2 separate regions of the Oryctolagus cuniculus genome follow, and region 2 is linked to region 1. A link is a contact called in public Hi-C data. All regions are on one chromosome and are shown on one strand. Each heading gives the region's core, a stretch centred on a gene start, on an enhancer-like site or on the middle of the called end of the contact. The rest is flanking DNA. Distances are from core to core; before and after follow the strand shown. Region 1 has its middle 13 kb from the start of WDR75. Region 2 overlaps GULP1 (GULP PTB domain containing engulfment adaptor 1).

Evidence for each region. Hi-C and Micro-C count contacts between places; a contact is called where the count stands out from the background.
Region 2: a contact with region 1 is called in a Hi-C map of an unstated tissue, with 12 times the contacts expected there. The contact joins two enhancer-like sites. A contact is called at or near these places in 4 of 6 Hi-C or Micro-C datasets (embryonic fibroblasts, psoas muscle, skin fibroblasts and 1 more).

The regions. Positions count from the first base shown.
Region 1 is chr3:50,941,811-50,945,360 of mOryCun1.1, reverse strand. No RefSeq gene overlaps it. Among named protein-coding and RNA genes, the nearest start is that of WDR75, 13 kb to the right of the region's middle. Within about 2 kb of position 1,845, at least 4 of the 8 cell types and tissues checked have an H3K27ac peak or open chromatin away from gene starts, as enhancers often do.
Region 2 is chr3:51,871,995-51,875,699 of mOryCun1.1, reverse strand. All of the region lies in intron 6 of GULP1 (GULP PTB domain containing engulfment adaptor 1), which reads left to right. Among named protein-coding and RNA genes, the nearest start is that of GULP1, 260 kb to the left of the region's middle. Within about 2 kb of position 1,454, at least 2 of the 8 cell types and tissues checked have an H3K27ac peak or open chromatin away from gene starts, as enhancers often do.

The DNA of each region.
Region 1 (3,550 bases), core at 596-3,095:
CTTCCACATAGCCAAGACTTTAATGTCAAGACCAAACAATATATGATTCAGAAATAAATCATATATCAAAACCAGAAGTTGGAAAATTTAACTTATTTTTATAAAATAAAAAATAGTATTATGTATATGAAAAACAGAAATACTGATACATTTCTGTCAGCAGTTCTAAAATCTAGGAAAATCACACACACAAAAAAATTTATTAAACATAAATTCCTCCATATGTACTTTGAACTAAGTTTTACTTTGTAAAATGTGGTCCAGATAATTAAATTATTTCTGTTATATTTAACGTGTATTAGAGCTATCATTTAGCCAGAAAACTTGGCCATTAGGAAAGACAAGGTTATTAGTCATAAATATAGCCTTAAAAGCATATACCAATTGCATTTTTCACCAAAGCTCAGCTTCCTAATCTAGAAGCTAAATAAATACAGACCTGAATAATCAGTGACTTTATATTTAAAGTAAAATTCAGGGAGACATTTTATTTTCATGGAACTCCTGAAATTTTTAGTCAGTTGATGTACTATATGCATAAAATTGGAATATAACTCATTAACATTATCAATCTGTGAGGTGGACTGTTGATCTAGCAGTTAAGATGTCAGTAGGTACACTCACATTCCATACTGGAATGCCTGAGTTCAAGTCCTGGCCCCTGATTCCAGCTTCTTGCTAACTCAGACCTAGGAGTCAGTAATGAGAGCACGAGTGATTCTGTCCCTGCCACCCTGTGGGGTGACCTGGATTGAGTTTCTGGCTCCTGGATTCACTGAGGATATCTGAGGAGTGAATCAGCAGAACAGTACTTCCTCTCTTTCCATCTCTTTCCGTGTCTTTCTCAAATTAAAAAAAAAAAAAGTTTTAAAGATTATCTATTTAAATTTTTACTATACAGGGGCCAGCGCTGTGGCATAGAAGGTTAAGCCTCTGCCTTCAGTACTGGCATTCCATATGGGAGATGGTTCAAGTCCCAACTGCTCGACCTCTAATCTAGATCCTTACTAATGCACCTAGGAAAGCAGCAGAAGACGGCCTAAGTGCTTGGGACTCTGTACCCTCATGGGAAACTTGGAAGAAGCTCCTGGTTCCTGGCTTCAGCTTGGCCCAGCTCCAGCCATTGTGGCCATTTAGAGAGTGAAGCAGCAGATGGAAGATTCTCTCTTTCTCTTTCTCTTTCTCTCTGCCTTTCAAATAAATAAATCTTTAAATTTTTAGTATACCAAATGGTAATATATTTCTATCTTGATACAAATTTAAGTCTGAAGACTGTATTTTTGTTAAATAAAATTTTGCATTCATATTTTCAAATCTTTAACCATGACTAAATCTATTTTCATCCTTCTTTCCATTCACATCACCTTATTACTCCCTCCATGTGTCTGTGGGTAAACCATATCCAAGTTCTTTATGTTCCATAAATTCATCATTCCACTGTACATTCTACTCTGCAACATAGAAAATACTTCCACTTCCCTGCCTGCAGCAATTATCCTCTATCTTTCAATATTTAATTCCAATATTTTTATCTGTAAATTCTTCTTCCATCCTTAGAATCATAGACTGCCTCTTCTTTGCTGTCAAAACTTTTCTCTTTGCCAATATAACAATAAATTATGGTTTGATGGCTATGTATTCCATGACTAAGTTTCTGAATGTTCCTTAAGACTAGGGTCTATCTGTTTTAATTAGCCTTTTTATCCTAGCATAGTCAACAAATAATTTCAAAAACAGAATGGAGCAGCTGACATTGTAGCACAGTGGAATAAATTGCCATTTGTGACACCAGTATCCCATATGTAAGTGCCAGTTCAAGTCCCAGCTGCACTGCTTCAGATCCAGCTTCATGCTAACACAACTGAGTAGGTAACAGAAGATAGCCCTAGTGGTTGGGCCTCTGCCACACATGTGGGAGACCAGGACGGAGTTCCTGACTTCTGGAGTCAGCCTGGCCTAGACCTAGCTGTTGCAGCAATTTAGGGAGTAGATCAGCTGATAAAAGATCTGTCTTTCTCCATATATTCCCTTTTCTCTGTCACTCTCTTTTCAAATAAAGGTGGAAGAAAAGTAAAGAAGAAAGAAAAAGAAGTAGTTAATTAGTTCTAATAATTCTATCTCAAATTATTTGAAGCACAAATCATAGCATGGTTAGAAATCTATGATCTGTTGCCAATAAAATTCACATACTGGAAGCCTTTCAAAATATTTGACATATTAATATAGTATTTTAAAATCTGAACTATTATCGGTGAGAAATTATATAAAAACATCTGGCTATTACTGGTAAACTTTGGGAAAACAGAAGTTTAGAATTATTACTTGAATGACAATATAAGTAAGAATTAGATTGGTAATATTAGGGTGGACATCTTCCTAATTGAAGAATAAACAAAGCTTAGAGTTTATATGGAAGAAAAGAAAATTCTATTAAGGAAGGGAGTTTCAAGCAGAATCTAACATTTATGTGGTGCAACTGTTTCCCAGGAGTAAATTGCTACACACTAATGGGGTCAAAGATTCTAGATAGTTCTCCTGAGACCCTTTTCTATTCAAAGGAGCTTTTAAAATCAAGTAGGAGTGGAAGAATAGACTGGGGAACTATTCCTTCGTGCACCAAATGTACTCTCAGAGTACTAACATCTGTTTCAGTTTACATACTTTAAGTATGACTTTACACATGGAAATTAAACTTAGGCATCATGCCTAAGAAGGCTGTCTGAAAAAGAACTGCGTGTCCTATTAACAGCTGGAATTTGTAGAGGTTCACATTCAGCACAGCATAATATCCTGTGAGCCATGAATGACCCCATTCTCAAAACCTAAATGTTACAGAATAAAGTTCATGAAACTTTTATAGTAGACAGAGAAAAAACAATGAAGCAGAGGAATCTGATTACAAAAACAACTTGAAGTTTCAGAATTTAAGATTCAAGAGATATTTTTGCACATAAGGATGATTAACGTTCCCAAAATCTTTTTGCATTTCTTCATGTTGATAAATACTCATTCTATAACATTCTACTAAGCTTCTTCATTAATTAAACATCTACAGAATTTTTCAATTTTCTAACAGGATCACTGTAATTTCTAGTACAGTGAAGTATAAAAAAAAAAAAAACTTGCAAAAATAATGATGTAACTTTGCTGCCACCATGTGGTATATCTGTATTTCTGTAGTTGCGGTTTTTTTAAAAAAAATTTATTTAAGGTATGCAAATTTCATGTATTTCATGTATAAATTTAGGAACGTAGTGATACTTCCCACCATACCCTCCATCCCACATGTGCTCCCAACCTTCCTCCTCCTTCCCTCTCCTATTCCTTCTCTTAATTTTTACAATGATCTATTTTTAGTTTCTTTTATACCCTTAGGATTATATATACTACACTAAGTACAGAGTTCAACAAATAGTAAGAAGGAAGTGTTCCTCACACAGTAGAGACAAGGGATGTAAATAATCATCAAAGCTCAAAATGTCACTTTCATACATTATATTTTTTGGTACTCTATTAGTTACTACAGATCAAGGAAAACATGGTATTTTTC
Region 2 (3,705 bases), core at 205-2,704, 930 kb before region 1:
ATTTTCCACCATGTGCATGTTTCTCCTCCTTTGAATATTTTTCACGGGAGTATTATATTCACATTTTAATGGTAGTTCAGCTTTCTATTCAGAACTACCAATACATGAATCCACTGAAGCAAAAAAGTCAAAGAAATCTGAAAAGGGCCCTTCAAATATTAATAATAATTCAGGAGGGTAAAGAATATAAGATAAATTGATCATAATGTCTTCCAAATATAAGTCAGTGGTATTCAGGGACAAAACTAAAGTCTACAAGCAGGAAAATGTCTTGGAGAGTTATAGGTGGCCATGCAATCTATGGAATGCAGTAAGCTAGAATTTCAAGAAAAAATGGAGAGGCAGAGAAGAGAATATTAAGCCCTTTAAATATAGATTGAATGAATATAACTTTAGCCATTAGAATTCTGCAACAATGTTCAAGAGTCAAGTGGTATAACCAGTAGAAATCTTGATATAAATATAACAATATATATGGGATGTTGTTTTTTAGATACAGAATATTAGCTGTGTAAAATAAAAGGTTTATTTAGTGCATATCTGCAAAACTAGTTCCAGGCCTAGTTGCTACACACCCATTTTATGATTAAGATTAATAGCTTCTCTGGGACTCATTTCTTTCATCTGTGAAGTGGGAAAATTGGATGATCTCTGAAGGGTCTTTGAACAAGATTATCTTGTCCTGATATAAAGCGTATGATTCACCATCCCAAGATTAGATATTTTCTGCTTTAGTTTTTCTTCGCCTCCTTGTCCCACATCCCCTCCACCCCCTCTTCCCTCTCCTCCTTCCTCCCTTCCTTCTTATCCTTTGTTTTTTCTGCCTCTGGCCCCTACTTCCTTCCTTCTTTTGTTTCTTTCTTTCCTTCTCAACAGATAAATTATTAGTGATTTTTTTGGTAGATTTTTTGGAAACAAAAAGGTTGTGCAATCCTTGTAGAGGTCACAGGGATGCTTGTTTCCAGATGTGGGACCTCAGAAGCCACTGCTCATTGTCTGTTTCTGGAAAAGAGCAGCACCAGGGAAGCAAGCTTAGAAAGCTTTTGCAACCCACCGCAGGAGTTGCTCTCTGTTCACATACTTTCACATACAGTTAATTTGTTTAGTCAGCCTTCATATGTGAAAGACATCCAAATCATTTAATTTCACCAAATCAACAAGCAGATGATGAAGAAGAAACAAAATGAATCCACATTCTTTGGAAGAAAGGGGGGATACTTTTTAAAGGTCTGCACTGAAGGAAAACAAGTTTCTTAAAGACAAGAAAAAAAATCTCTGGCACAGCTAGCTGAATTACATGCAGAATGTAAGACTACAGGACACAAAACCGAAAAGAGAGAAACAGAAAAAAAACCTAGCAGCCTGCATTCAGGGCAGGACAGCGAGCTGAACACTTCTACCACCCAAAATGGAAGAAAACAAATGGTACTCCCCAGGATATAAAGGCAGACACTTCAAGGGCATTCACACATGCATTAATTATGTTACTCTCCACAGCATGCAAAGCCATGAAAGGAGAAAAAGACTTTTAACTGCTCTCGGCTGCAGGACTGAGCTATACCATGTGTACTCACATCTGCCCTAAATTAGAGTGAAATGCACAATGCAAATAAATATGGCACACAAGAGAAATGGAACCCTGCCCTGCTTTGCATGTCATCTATTTTGACTCAAGTTAGAATGACCTATATGCTGGAAAAGTGTTATAGTACAAAGTAACTTTCTGAATCCTTGAAAGATGAGTGAAAAATCCCATTTATTTCCCCTAATAGTTTTCTGTCCACTTTTTAAAAAGAAGGTGGAAGAGGAAAGAAAGAAGGGAAGTAGCGAGACAGTAGAGTTGCCAGATAAAACCAAGATTCTGTTACTTTGCATTTCAGGTAAATAATAGACAACTCTTTTTAATGTAAATATGTTCCAAGTATTTCATGGAACGACCTCATACCATGTAGTATACATATGTATGTATGTTGTCTGTTTATGGTGTATATTTCTATATATTCTAAAATAAGTTCTAAAAATCTTATTTATTTATTTGAAAGGCAGACTTAGATTAGTGAGAGAGAGAGAGAATCTTTCATCTGCTGCTTCACTTCCCAAATTGCTACAATGTCCAGGGCTGGGCCAGGCTGAAGCCAGGAGCCAGGAGCTTCAACCAGATCTCCCACATTGGTGCAGGAGCCCAAGTATTTGGACCATCTTCCACTGCTTTTTCAGGCACATTAACAGGGAGCCGGATCTGAATTGGAACAGCTGGGTCTTAAACCCATGCCTATATGGGATGCCAGTGTTGCAGATGGTGGATTAGCCCACTGCACTACAGTGCTGGCCCCACTAAAATAAGTTTTTAAAAACATATTCATTGCTTAATTTTCAAATTTAACTGGATTCTTTCAATTTCTCCACCACCAAATCCTGCAATGTCAAGAGAGAGGCTCTATCTCTCCTTAAATGCCTGAATACCTTGATTTTCTTTTTGATTTTGTTTTTTTTTTTTAACTTTTATTTAATGTATATAAATTTCCAAAGTACTGCTTATGGATTACAATGGCTTCCCCCCCATAACGTCCCTCCCACCCGCAACCCTCCCCTTTCCCACTCCCTCTCCCCTTCCATTCACATCAAGATTCAGTTTCAATTCTCTTTATATACAGAAGATCAGTTTAGCATACATTAAGTAAAGATTTCAACAGTTTGCTCCCACACAGAAACATAAAGTGAAAAATACTGTTTGAGTACTAGTTATAGCATTAAATCTCAATGTACAGCACACTAAGGACAAAGATCCTACATGAGGAGTAAGTGCACAGTGACTCCTGTTGTTGACTTAACAAATTGACACTCTTGTTTATGGCATCAGGAATCACCCTAGGCTCTTGTCATGAGCTGCCAAGGCTATGGAAGCCCCCTGAGTTCACTGACTCTGATCATATTTAGACAAGGCCATGGTCAAAGTGGAAGTTCTCTCCTCCCTTCAGAGAAAGGTACCTCCTTCTTTGATGACCCGTTCTTTCCACTGGGATCTCACTCGTGGAGATCTTTCATTTAGGTTTTTTTTTTTTTTTTTTTTTTTTTTTCCCAGAGTGTTTTGGCTTTCCATGCCTGAAATACTCTCATGGGCTTTTCAGCTGGATCCGCATGCCTTAAGGTTGATTCTGAGGCCAGAGTGCTGTATAGGACATCTGCCATTCTATGGGTCTGCTGTGTATCTCACTTCCCATGTTGGATTGTTCTCTCCCTTTTTATTCTATCAGCTAGTATTTGCAGACACTATTCTTGTTTATGTGATCCCTTTGGTTCTTAGTCCTATCATTATGATCAGTTGTGAACAGAAATTGATCACTGGGACTAGTGAGATGGCATTGGTACATGCCACCTTGATGGGATTGAATTGGAATCCCCTGATATGTTTCTAACTTTACCGTTTGAGGTAAGTCTTTTTGATTTTGTAACACAACCTAATAAGCACATGTAACACAACCTCATAGCATACACACAAAAGCACACGCACACACGTGCACCCTCCATATATAATGTATGTTTATTTACTAATCCAACGAGAAGGTACAATAGATATTAATATAAAAGCACAGATAATTCTTTATGTTTTCAAGATACAGCTTTTATAATTCTGTGCTGAGTCTTTCAATAGCTAAGACATGGAATCAACCTAAATGCCCATCAACAGAAAACTGGATAAAGAAA